Regions from separate parts of the Anser cygnoides genome. Here region 1 is linked to region 2. A link is a contact called in public Hi-C data. All regions are on one chromosome and are shown on one strand. The core of a region is the stretch at or near the end of the contact, and the rest is flanking DNA. Distances in the headings are between cores, read along the strand shown.

Region 1 (6,304 bases), core at 377-2,876, 83 kb after region 2:
TTGTCTTTTGTGCTATGTTAAGCAAATTTGGGAAATAAATGTGATTTTTCAGTCTGTTTCCTTTTAGAAAATACTCTCCACTGGAATAGAACAGCTTGTGCTAAAACACCTGATTATAGCTCTGCGAGGCCATTTGACATTGTTTCTTCCTTTTCTGCCAATGTTATGATGGAAACTAAAAGCTTGGCTAAATTTACATAAGTGTATTTTATTCTTTACTTGTACAGCATGTAAATATATGCAACACTGTTGTCAAGATTTATTATATCTATTCAAGTGTAGAGGTAACACGGATTGTAGCACAAACTGTTTTAAAGAGCAAGAAGGTTACTGAACTGTCATAATATGGATGTGTGTGCACATACCCTACCAGGCTGCTGATTTAATGATAATGAATTAGTGCTTAGTGGGGAAACTCTTCTCCCAGGGCCAGTATATTCATTTTTGATTGTTAAATCTTCATGCATGACATCTCGCTGTGGGTCATGCACTTTTGTTCACATTAGCAAAGACACATTAGTGCCATGGGATACCTGAGCTATTTGTGAATGCCTTTACAGCAGCGCTGTAATGGGGCCGTGTTTGGGGCTGGTTTTGGCTGCTGACCTGCCTGGCCTTGGGTTTAAGGTTCAGGGTCAGGGCAGAGTTTTTAAAAGACTTTCAGATGCAGAGGCAGCAAGGAGTTAAAAATAAGGCAGAGGTGAGAACGGCTGAGGTACAAATGCCCCCTATGAGGCCAGGGACACCCCCAAACCTTTAAGGTAAGCAGACAGCTGTGGGCTGGGTTAAAAGACATGAGCAACAAGGTGAGAAATGAGGCAGACATCCCGTTTTCCATCCTGCCCAAGGTGGGCTGCAAAAAGCCACGTTGTACCAATCAATCTTCCCGTACCCTCCATTAGCTTGTTCAAAATCAGACAATCATTATATAAAAATAGGCATTACTATTGCCTGTGATCAATCATCTTGTTCTCTGATTCCTGGGCTGGCCACAGTGGGGGCTCCTGCATATGCCTGCTTTGTAAGGAGATTTTGACCGGGGCCATGGCTTGAGGTAAGGAGCAAGCACTGCTGCCTTAGGCTTCTGCTGTGCATTGGAAACTTGACTTGGAAACTTGATGGCAGAAAGCTGTGACTTTCAGCCTGGTTTAATAGGGTGGAAAAATGGCTATTGTGTCTGAGATTTCATTTTCTCTGTATTATCCCTTATACTTTTAAAGCACTCTTTCTCAACTAATTTATAGGACAGATAATTTAATCTGAGAGTTGAGTAAATGTGCTGAAATACAGCCTACACTGTGCTCATATGAAAGCTTAAATTGTGTTGTTTTATTTTATCCCCTTGGAAGAAGAAGTCATTTTCACTGGAAGTACATGAGGAGATTTTTATATAAGAAGAAATAGCATTTAATGTGTTGTTTTAGTAAGTGAAGATGAAAAATTCTTATACTTTTAGGGAATTGCTCTATTTTTGTAGACTATGTGGTCTCAGACCATGCAAAGGCCTTATATTCTAGTGTCCTTTTCTTTTTCTTTACAGTGTGATCTTCTAGGAAAAAAAGCAGAATGTTAGAAAAGCAGAAAACAGTAAGCTAAATCTACATAATTGACTGAAAATTGCCTAATTCTTTCTGCAGAGATAATTCATAATTTTATAACTTTATAATATATAGCAGTTACAATATTTATAATTGATTCACTCGAATATACATATAGTGTAGCTCTAAGATTTACTGTTTGGATACTTCTAGCACCCCTCTGAGGTAGGGAAGTGGTACTGTGTTCTTGTTAAAAATGGGAATGAAGAAATTTAAAGTGGCTTGCTGAAGGTCAGACAAGGAGTGTTTAACAGACAGAAATTATGTCTCTAATCACAGATTAAGGCTCATATTGTAACCACCAGCCTTCTCTTAACTGGACTGTTTCACTGTGATAATAATTGTCTGTTCAAAAGGATCTTGTGCCATACCTGAGTGGAACATATCTGGATATTATATTCATTATTTAGTAATTAAAAACCATAATAATCCAGTCCTTTGACCCCATCCCTAAAGGGCAGACATTGAATTGAGTGATCTTTCAAAAGTCCTACGTATTTTCATACCCATATGTATGAACTGCAATCTCACATTTTTGAGTAGCACGGCACCTAGAGGGTTAGGCATCCCTATCCCTCTAAGTAATCCCTAACCCTAACTGATCCATTAGCAGTAGGGCATCCCTAGAGAGATGAGGGACTGTAAAGATTTTATAATGTTATTATGAAATGTTTCATAATGTTCTAAGAATCTCCTACAACTACGAAAAAGCAGTGGAGAAATGGGGTACTTTTACTTAGCCATTACCTAGCCACTTCTGATCAAGGCAATAATTATCAACTGCTGCTGAACTCCTGTTCCTCAGTCATCTTTTCTGCTGCTAGCTGCTATTGCGTGCAAAAGGCATTTCATGGTTTTCCTCCCCTCTCTCTCTTATGCACTGGCTTCTGGTTCCATAGAAGACTCTTGGATGTGATGTTCGTGTATTCTTTATCTCCCAACATCTGATACTCACGTTTCTTTCTTCTTCTTTTTTTTTTTTTTTCTTCCTTTTCACAAATGTTTCCATGCATCAGGAAAGTCCACTGCAGCTTGCAGAAGAAGTACACTCCTTCCTTCGGTCAAACGTAATGTGGATATAAACCCTCGCTGCTGGGTTATCCTGCAGTTTGCAGTAAAAAGCAGCCCCATTTGCTCAAGAAGTGATGCCTCTATTCTGCCTGGAGCATGCATAATTGCAGTGACTGACTTTGGTTGGTGGGTGCCATAACCAGACAGAAGTAAATATCTTCCAGCAATATGGAGGGAAATGCTTGCTTTACTGAGGAAAGCGCCATTAGAAAATGAGTTCTGTTAAGTAAATATTTTAAATATAAATGAAATAGCTGTTTCACTGAGAATTTGGTTCAAATTCTGACGGAAGTTATTGCCTTTTAATTGTTTCCTGCATCTTGAGCCCATTGTCTCAAACACTTCAGCTGGAAGCCTAGCAGAGTGATGTCCATGGACTAAGCAGAAACTTCAACTGCTGCAGGTTAGCTGCTTTGTGGAGAGGTTGTGTCAAAGACGGGATGAGATGTCACCACCCTGTGACATAAGAACCACCTGCCACAGACATTGGGCCAAAAAATAAATAAAAAAAAATTAGGGGGTAGCAAAAGCAGGTAAAAAAAAAGGTTGTAATGAAAGTAAAATAAGTTTAACTGGCCACATTAATGGAGATCTGCTGTCTAGAAGAGATTAGTTTAGAGGCAGCTTTTCACTATTATGCCTTAAGCTGTCACTAATCCCGGAAGAATCCTACATGTTTGGCGCTAAACGGTTAGTATTTATTGGGCTTTAACGATCTGTTTTAATTGTCATCCAACAAGAGCTTATTGGAAGTGTGGGGCTGAATATAATTCTCTGCTGACAAGTCTGCGTTTTGTGAGTATGATTCTCCTGCAGATGGTTTCATTCACACAAATAACTTTGAAGTGAATTCAAATACTTTAATAACTTCCTAACTGACCTGTGCAATCTTTCTACTCCTGTGCTGTGACCTGAGGAATCCCAGCCCTTCAAAGATGTTAACTTCGAGCAGCACTCGTAAGGGTGACTGCGGGTCACCCAGGGTTCACAGCACAGCCCCCTCCAAACAAAATAGACAAATACGCAAAAATCTTGTGTAGCTGCCCTGATAACTGTGAAGCGCGGCATGGAGGGAGGGAGCAAGAGGAATGCATGCCAATTAGAAGAATATGGCCATAAATATCATCTTTTAAAATTGATGCTACTTGTGGTAAATGTAGTATAAAAGAAAGAAAGTTCCACTGGATAAAATAAAAACAACGCTTGTGAGACATACCAGCACAGTCTCAGTACAGAGAGAAAGCAGGTAAATGGAAGAACAGGGATATAATCATGTGGAGTTTAGGACTCAAAGCATCCAGTGAGACCTGGCTATGCCCTAAGGATCCCCTTTTCTGGAAAATGCTTCAGATCTTTTCCATTTACTGAGTATCACGGTCTTCAAAAACCTGTCTTGACATCATCAGTGGGTAAACTCAGTATTTCCTGTTGCAGCAGCATTTAAAAATTCAAGTGTGTGAATAACTCCAAAGCAAATACCTATTGAGGTCTCTCATTCTGAGCTACTTGTGCAACTTTTAAGATAACTGTTTCCCTCTTTGACAGCCAAACTGGAGGGTTATGGGTACAACTGACTGTCAGTATTGTTTTTCACCCAGTAGTGGGGTCAGAGGATAAAACAACTGATGGTTTGATATCCTTCTCCCTCACTTCCAGCTCTCTGGAGGATGTCAAGGGCCAGCCTTGATCTAGTGCCAATAAGGCCATAAATCTCTCACATCCTCTGTTGTGATTTCTGATACAGCCTGAGTCAGTCTTGGTAAAAATTTGATGAAAACGACATTTTTAAATAGGATTCTGGCAACTTCCCCTTAAAGATGAAACCAAGAACTTTCAGTTTTCCTTTAGGAAAATTCTACCAGAAAGTCAAGCCTCAGTAGATTTGAGGTTTAGGCAAAATGATTTTTATCTTTTTTTCACATTATGCTAACCAGCTTGGCATAATGCATGTGCATGGGGATGTTGCCCTGAGGGTATCCGTGGCCCTTTCTGGCAAAACAGAGAATTCACTGAGATAGGGGCCTTTGGTCTAAAAGATCTTGCTTCCCAACACTTAACAAGATCATCTGCTGTAGTAGGTAGTGCTTACCATGGACTCTGGGATTTTTACTCTAAGTCAGGAATTTGCTATCATTGAATTGTTTGCTACCACCAGAGGCTGAGTTTCCCAGGAGTTTTCTCAAACTTTCACTTCTTTCCAGGCAGTCAAGGCGTTGTGCTTCTGATGCTTTTGTAATCTCCTCAGTTAAAGGTTTGCAGTAACCCAGATGGGAGGCTGTGCACTAGTGACCTGTTCTGTCACAGCACTGCCCAACATTCTTTGATTAAATTCAGACCCCCAAACTTGTTCTCCTTTATTTTCCAAAGAGTCCTCTGTGACAATGAAAGAACAGAGCCAGTATTTAAGAACCGTTTCTTCCTTTGGTTAATGTTGACTTTCTGAGAGATAGAAACCAAACCGTGATTTTCTGGTCAGAGTTCTCCAACCTGTCTCTGAGCCAGGTGAAACGAGAACGGGGTAGGAAACAGGGCTTCCCTTCCACAGCTTGGAAAACCCTTCCATTGCCAGAGCTCAGTGCTTGCTGGAGGAAGAGGCCTTTCAGCAGAAGGGGATCAGGGATAGAAAGTGTGTATTTTTTATTTTTTTTTTTACCATCAAGGTTTCTCTGCAAGATTTCCTTGTGGACACTAGTAGTCTGACTTGAATTGCTGCTCCCTGCTTTCCCCTCAAGGCTATAGGCCTGGAATAATGTGCAGAGAGAGAAAGGTTAATGATGTAGCTGTGCTGGCATGGGAATCCCCTCACCGTAAGTTTCCTGAAGGCCTGACACATGGTGATCCAAACGTTTCAGTGGTCTCTGGGCAGTCAGATGGGCTTCCTGCTTCGTATGGCAGCAAAGAGAACACTGTTCATATCTGCTGCTTGCAAGTGTTTGGACTATGATATTTTGCATGAAAGTAGATGAACAAAGCCATATTTTTTTTTCCTTTCTTCTGTGCATCCAATGTGTAGGCTTACCATTTCAAGAAGGTGGAAAAATACCAAAGATATCAAAGAAAAAGTTGAAAAATGTAAAAATATCACTCACTCAGATAACTATTTGGAGTTTGCTGATCTCTCATTAGTAAGGTTCTGTTATATTTCATTAAATCTTGCAGATCAGACACAACCCCCCCCCCCCCCAAAAAAAAAAATCAGAATTTGGGAGTAGTATATCTGCAGTATATTTCATGCAGCCTACCTGGCTGTTACGTGTTTTCTTTACTGGTATGTAGGAAGACCGCAGTTTAATGTAGGTGCAAGTAATAAGGAAATATTCATTGCCAGTTCAATATTACCTAACTTGCCTGTCTGCACTGACACACGAGAGTACTTTGCATCAGTTTGAGATGACAGTAATTATGAATCAATGTGTAGAATTAGCAATCCTAAATCAAAGCTGAGAGTCTGCACACAGGAAACCCAACAACTTTAAAACAATAAAACAACTTTAAAAAGTGAAAACAACTCCTGTATCACCGTAACCTGCCCTGTGCCAGGTCTGTCTCTCTCTTGTGTCAGCTGTGCCTGTTTATGCTGGTGTGCCTTCAGGGACAGGACTGTCTCATGCAGCACCATCTGCATCGATAGCCAC
Region 2 (6,575 bases), core at 1,010-3,509:
GTCTTGAAATGTTCCATTTCAGAGCTGACGCTTGTATTAAAGATGATACAAGCAAATTTCCCAAGGACTTGAGAACACAGAGCACTGTTAAGGCTACATTGAATGCTTTAATAATATTTTGAAGCTGAAGTGAACAGAGTGGCTGCCACAACGCACGTGATAGTCTCCTGAAATGCCTGAACTAAGACCTACTGAAACCAAAGGGAACCTTTCTGTGAGAATCAGTGGGCTTCACATACTTGCTTTTGGAATTTGATCAGTGAAGTTTGAACTGAGAACTAGAGCTCTTTCAGCTTCCCAAAGCTCGGGGGAGTTTTGCATCTCATCATTAGGTCAGGCCCATTTTCACCTAAAACACCTAATGATGCCAGAAGACTTTCTGTAGTACATTTGGACCATCTAACAGTGAACTAAAACAAGAACACTCCAATGCTGAAACTTTTTGCAAACCTATCCAGAATTTTTGTTAAAGCATCCTGTAAAGATATTTATGAGAGCTAATTCAATCCATAAGGGGGGTTTTAATACATAAACTTTGAAGGTATCGTCCCCTGATGTCATCTGCTCCATCCATGAGGAGGGCTAACAGATGAGCAGGCTTTCTGCAGGCTGCACATGTTGCAAGGTTTCAGCTTCTTTAAAAAAGCCAACATCAGCATTAAATTACTTTCACTTCCCTCCCTTTCATCTGTTCACTGCAGTTCTCAAAATGATATCTACTTATCATTCATCTGATTTTTCTCTGTGACATTTTTGTAGTAAACAACTAACCTTCTTCCTCCCCCTCCCCACAGTCCTGTGAATACCGACTTACCTAGCGGCAGAACAATGAAGAAAGGTAGCCAACACAAGATAAACATGCCGACCACAATTCCCAGCGTCTTGGCTGCCTTCTTTTCTCTAGAGAATTTAAAAAGTTTGAAAGCTAAGGAGTTCCTGGGATTGTGACCCTTGGATTTGGTGCTGTTTAATGTATCCTCATGAATGTTCCTGTAATGGATCCGTAAAGTCAGCTCCTTGGAGTTGGACATCTCTTTCATAACCCCAGCTTCCAGGTTTTTAGTAGTCCTTTTGGCCACTATGTAGACCCGGCAGTACATCACAAGAATGACAATTAAGGGAATGTAAAAGGACCCCAAGGAAGAGAACAAAGCGTAGAACGGTTCTTCAGTGATGCGGCACTCCTTATCGTCCTTGGGTGCTGGTTCTTTCCAGCCCAAAAGAGGCCCAATAGAAATTACCATGGAAAGGACCCAGACACCTAGGAGAGCTAGAATTGCTCTTCTTCTTGTTACCAAAGTTGGATACTGGAGAGAATAACGTACTCCTATATATCTATCTATGGAAATTGCACATAGACTTAAAATAGAAGCTGTACAGCACAGCACATCAACTGCTGCCCAGATATCACAAAATATCCTCCCCAAAACCCAGTAGCCGAGGATTTCCAATGTAGCAGAGAATGGAAGGACAGTAAAACTCAGCAACAAATCTGCTATTGCAAGGTTAATTATGAAATAGTTTGTCGGGATTCTTAAATGTCTATTGCAAGCAACAGAAAGAATTACCAAAATATTACCTATAATAGCAAAGAGTATAAAGGCACCTAGGATAAGCCCCACAATTATCGCCCTACTGATATCCAGGGTGGGTGAATCCAGGTTGCTGGTTGTCTCATCGGAGTTGTTCGCAGAAAGGTTGCCGCTATTTGATGCAGAAACTTTCAAGTAGCCAGGTATTGATGAATTGGATTTCTCATCAAAGTAGGTATTCATCTTTAAAATCATCCTCCATAGCAAGGTGTAGTTGGGTCCCGTGCACAACACACAGATGGTTGAGTTCAGTGGGAAGTTATCTCTCTACCCAAGAAGTTACTGCAATGCCCCGGCCAGCTTTGGATTGAGAACTCATCTCTCCAGCAAGCTGTCAGCTTTGAGCACGTAAAACTTGCCCAGTGTGAAGTCCTCTGAAGCCTGTCAGAAATAATAGGCTGTTCAAACTTGCTTAATTTCTCCTCTCAACTCGTTGAAACAGAAATTAGCAGGCAGAAGGCTTGGCTGGAGCTCCAAAGTAGCTGCTTTGATCATGACGTCCCTGAAATAAAAGACAGGTATTACTGTTCTCCCTTGCGCATCCGTGGTCCTGCTGGAAGGATGCCCCTGTCTAGCTGCTGTGACATGCGTCTCCAGGAAGGGTTTGTCAGCACTTAGGCAGCTCTGCATGAGCCGGCTGCCTGCGCTCTCGCTGCCTCTGCCGCTGACATCACCGGGGCCAACCCCGGCGCAGCGCTAGAGGGCAATGCAGTTCAAGTTAAAACTTCCAGATCTGAAAGCTAAACAAATGGAATATATCAACCCCAATTAAAGCGTTTGATACACAGAAATCTGGATTGGAAGCCTTTTTTTTTTTTTTTTTTTAAAAAAAAAAGTTTCATTATCTGAGGAAAATACACTCAGAGGGTTATGGTGAAAAAAGCAATTTCGGTACGAAATGATCTAGCACCCTTTGCCTTTCACTCACCAACTAAATGTCTTTGGGTTTATCTTGTAATCAAAGTGAATTGCATGCCATGTTAGAGATGGCGTGACTAATCATCTCCCACTTTCTAGGGAGAAACATGTAGGTTCCAAAAATCCCTATTTTATTCCTAGATTCAGTATTTAACAATGACATAGAAAGGTACATGGAGTAGTTTGTTTCTAGTGGTAAGCTTTCCATTAATGGATGATCAGAACCCAAATCTGTAGTAAGGTCTTTATGTTTGTTCTATATTTGTGTATACCAGCCACATCTGTGGCTTCATCTCCTCTTTTCCAGCTCGATAACTTTTGCAAGCATAGGTGGATTGTGAATCCCAGCCCTGAAAAGAGCTGAGCATCCTTACCCACAGCTAAAGAGAAGGTAGTGAAAAGTGTTTAGGAGTTTTTCAATGTACTCAATACGCTAATGGGTCTTATATCTTTGCAAGGGCTATGAGGTTGCAGAGACAGGGCCTGTTGTTAAGCTGTTGCAGCTCTGGAAATACCTACAGTACCCTATAAAGAAAATGATCACTAACAAGTGATTTATCTTGTAGCACTGGTGGTTTCTCCATTTTGTGTAGCATTTGGTCACCAGGTAAGGAGAAATATCAGATCTTTATAGCCTGGTACTACTGAAAACAAAAAGTGGAAGGTTAACTGAACACACGTCTGCCAAAATGCTGTTCTCAACTTTCTGACATCAGGTTATATCCTACAGCTGTTGTCTGAAGTGCTCTGGGTTACTGTATATTGATTTTCCTGTTACAAAATGTACTGTGTTTAAAATAAAAAGTTCATTCTTAACAAGGCAGCTATGGCTGAAAGTTGCAGCTGAGTGCCGGTTTTAAAGGACAAACCATGTAAACAAAAGCTCTGGCTGAATTTTATTTGAGGAGTGTGTGGCAGATGTTTGTATAGCCCTTCCCAATAGCAGTGACTATAGCAAAGCACCATCACTCAAAAAATTTTCTTTGAAACATTTACAAGAATGACATGTCACGGAGTCACTGAAGGGAAAAGGAACAAACACTCGATTTATGAGCTTAGCCTCAGCTTTCTGTCTCTGCTCTCTCCAAGACAGAGCTTTCACTGCTAATGAATGCAGTTAGCAGCCCTTGATTTGGGACATGTATCATTCGCACTTACCCATTCTCTCTGGACTCCACCTAACCTCTCTCAGTTTTGTTTGTGATTGCTGATTTTGCTGCTCTGCCTTGTCTGTTCAAAGCGTGAATTCCTCAGTCTAGGGCTCACTCCCTTGGGAAGGTGGGGACGCAGCTGGTGGCACCGTTCTCGGGCAGCAGCAGCCTCAGCATCTCCCTGGGGTCGCCCAGCCTGCACCTTCCCGCTCGTGATACTTCTATGGACTTGGTTAAAGCTGGTTTCATTCAGTCTGCACAGGTACTAACGCTACCTCTGAATACAGATTAGGTGCAGGCCAAGTGTGTAAGCAGTGTGTTTGAAAGGAAGCGTTTTGATTTCTCCAGGCATAGCAATGTTTCAGCCTTTGGCATGTAAGAAGATGCTATGGCTGCAAAATGAGGGGGTTGGAGAAGAAAAGATCAGCAAGGGAGTACATGGGTTTACTCCAGATTTTTAGCTGGTAGCATGAGAAATACCTAGCCTACCAAGCATAAGGAAGTGGCCTGTAGCTCCTCCCTGGCTTTGGCCACACCATGTTGGGATTTTGTAGCCCCAGGGAGCCAGGTATTTCAGTGGTCTTTCAGCAGTGCCTTACAGGAGCCAGCTGGTTCCAGCTTGCTGGCAACGACTGGGACACCATGCCAATGGCTGTGGCAGGAAAGGGAGACAGAAGGGAATGGGGATTCTGACTGGTAGTGCCTAGACTATCACGCACATTCCTTTGTGCTGTGTCTTTTGCTGGCAGGAGTACTGGGGCCAGTTCGCTTCCCTTACTAGTGCAGCTTTCTGTGCTTCCCTAGATGAATCAACAACAACAAAAAATTCTTTTTCTAGGAGACAAAGTGGAAGACAAAGATACTGCTTATCTCTTATGACGCTAGTGAGAAGTCTGCCATGCTTTCACGTCTCTGTTTACCAGCGTGTGTAATAACATACTGGCTGAATAGTCATGAGGCTCAGCTGATTAACGTTTGCAAATTGCTTTGAGATCTTTAGTGACAGGTGCTATAACACAACATCATGTACCGAAACCCAGACGTGAACATTAACCAGTTAGCTGTCTTTGGATGGATAACAGAAAAGGTACCATGAAGAATAGTCTACTTTTTCTGCCAGGTTCAAGGTAGCATTTCAAGCTAGCGTGTTCAAAAACATCTGATCAGAAAAACGTAGATTATATTCATTGCAGAGTTGCTTTCATTCAGATGATTCATAATTTTCAATGAAAAAGTAAATTCAATAACCTGGAGATTCTACTCAATATTATTTCAATAATGTCACCAAGACAGAATGCCCTTTAGCTGTTTAATGTACTTCTGCTGAAAGCTTGCTGAAGCAGCAAAAAGCTGGATACAGAACATATTTGAAGAAACATGGAGAACATCTTCATATGTTCTCAGGCTAGTTCAAAATCTGAAATATGATTAACTTCTAAAATGTAGTTTGTTGTGTCATTAAAATGATACTATTGTCATAGCTCAGTTTTCTGATAAGCTATGTTCTTTTTATTCTTCTTTATAAAGTGTTGTTAAAAGTGTCTATTGGCATTTTGATCTGAGTTCAAAAACACAGCTGAAGTACTTCCAGAACACTTTGCAACAGCAGTGAATAACAATGCAGCCTGCTCTTAATTGTGCTTGGGAACCAGCCATATGAGCCAAAAGAGAATTTAAGAGTGTATCTACATAGAGTTTCATATAATTTACCTTAGTTCTTTGATTTAATTAGAAACCTGTGATTGAAGAAAACAAGGCTATAGTGTCAAAAATATTTTCACTCTGACTTGAGTAGTATCATGAATATGCTATCATATTTGATACAAATGTTCTTGCCATACCAGCGCAAACCAGAATACCTTCCACCCGTCAAAGAGGTATGACAAACAAGAAGCAGTGAGGAGGGTGTTGTATGCAGTTGTAGAAATATCACACTTCCTTGCCACTGTCTCTGATATTAAACAATTCCTGAGGAGTGGAGTGAGGGCATGGTGGGTTTGGGGGAAGTTTTTTGTGTTTTTGTTTTTTTTCATTTTGGGTGTGCATGTAGACTTGTGTCAGATGCATTTGGTCTGGCTGATTGGCACTAGATTATTTGCTACATAGTACAGCGTTTTTGTAGATGATGTTGGTCATTAAAAATATACTGATAGAAATGTGAACCTCTTGACTGTTTTCATTAAATAACTCCACTGTTAGTTACATAGATCCACTTACTTGTTTCCTTGCTGTATTAATTGCAGGTGTTGCAAAATGTTACTAGTCTTTTGGCACAAGTGCTCCTTCTGAAGTCTTCTATCTTTCTGTCAGGACCCCTGGACTACCCTTAAAATCCACAGACAGTGAGATCCACAAGATTTCTTTCTTTCCTTTCTATTACTGTGGATTAGCAGATCTTTGTCCATCATAAGGCTCTTTGGCTTAATCAGAGTAGTGCAAAATTTCCACTGGCATTGTAAATGCACAAGATTATATAGTTCCTTGCATTTCATGGCTAAACAGAAGCTAGTTTCATTTGTATGTGCACACACCCCAAACCTCAGGAAAGGATCAATTTCCACGATAAAAGGAGAAAATCGTGCATTTAAAATGTTAACTTTTCAGTTGTCCAGTAATGTTACTTAAAAACTTCTGGTCCTTTGCATTTGCAGAGTCAGAAAAATGTATCATAGGATTTTATTAAAAGCTAAGTTTATTAACTTGAGCTCACTAAAAGGAAATTGCCAACATTTGCAATTTTAAATGATCTTTTTTTTTCCCTGCTATGATTCAATGCTTGTCATTTTTATGTAAAAAACCCTAAAGAGTATTTTCTAATTAAAATGTAGTCAGTTAACTAAAATACTATACTTTTTATGTTTTCAGTGGCTCTTAATTCCTCTTCCAGTTTTAGGTTTTGTGGACACATTTCCCA

What was found. A called contact is a pair of places that touch in the nucleus more often than the background predicts.
Region 1: a Hi-C map of liver shows a contact between it and region 2, with 4 times the contacts expected there. The contact joins the enhancer-like site here to the promoter of ADRA1B in region 2. A contact is called at or near these places in 4 of 7 Hi-C or Micro-C datasets (granulosa cells and liver).

The regions. Positions count from the first base shown.
Region 1 is chr14:19,637,190-19,643,493 of Taihu_goose_T2T_genome, forward strand. No RefSeq gene overlaps it. Among named protein-coding and RNA genes, the nearest start is that of IL12B, 66 kb to the right of the region's middle. Within about 2 kb of position 1,627, at least 1 of the 3 cell types and tissues checked has open chromatin away from gene starts, as enhancers often do. A contact at or near this core is called in liver, where this site is marked.
Region 2 is chr14:19,553,914-19,560,488 of Taihu_goose_T2T_genome, forward strand. It overlaps ADRA1B (adrenoceptor alpha 1B), which reads right to left and starts at 2,260. Exons shown (of 2, transcript XM_013178582.3): 1 at 815-2,260. The coding sequence starts at 1,787.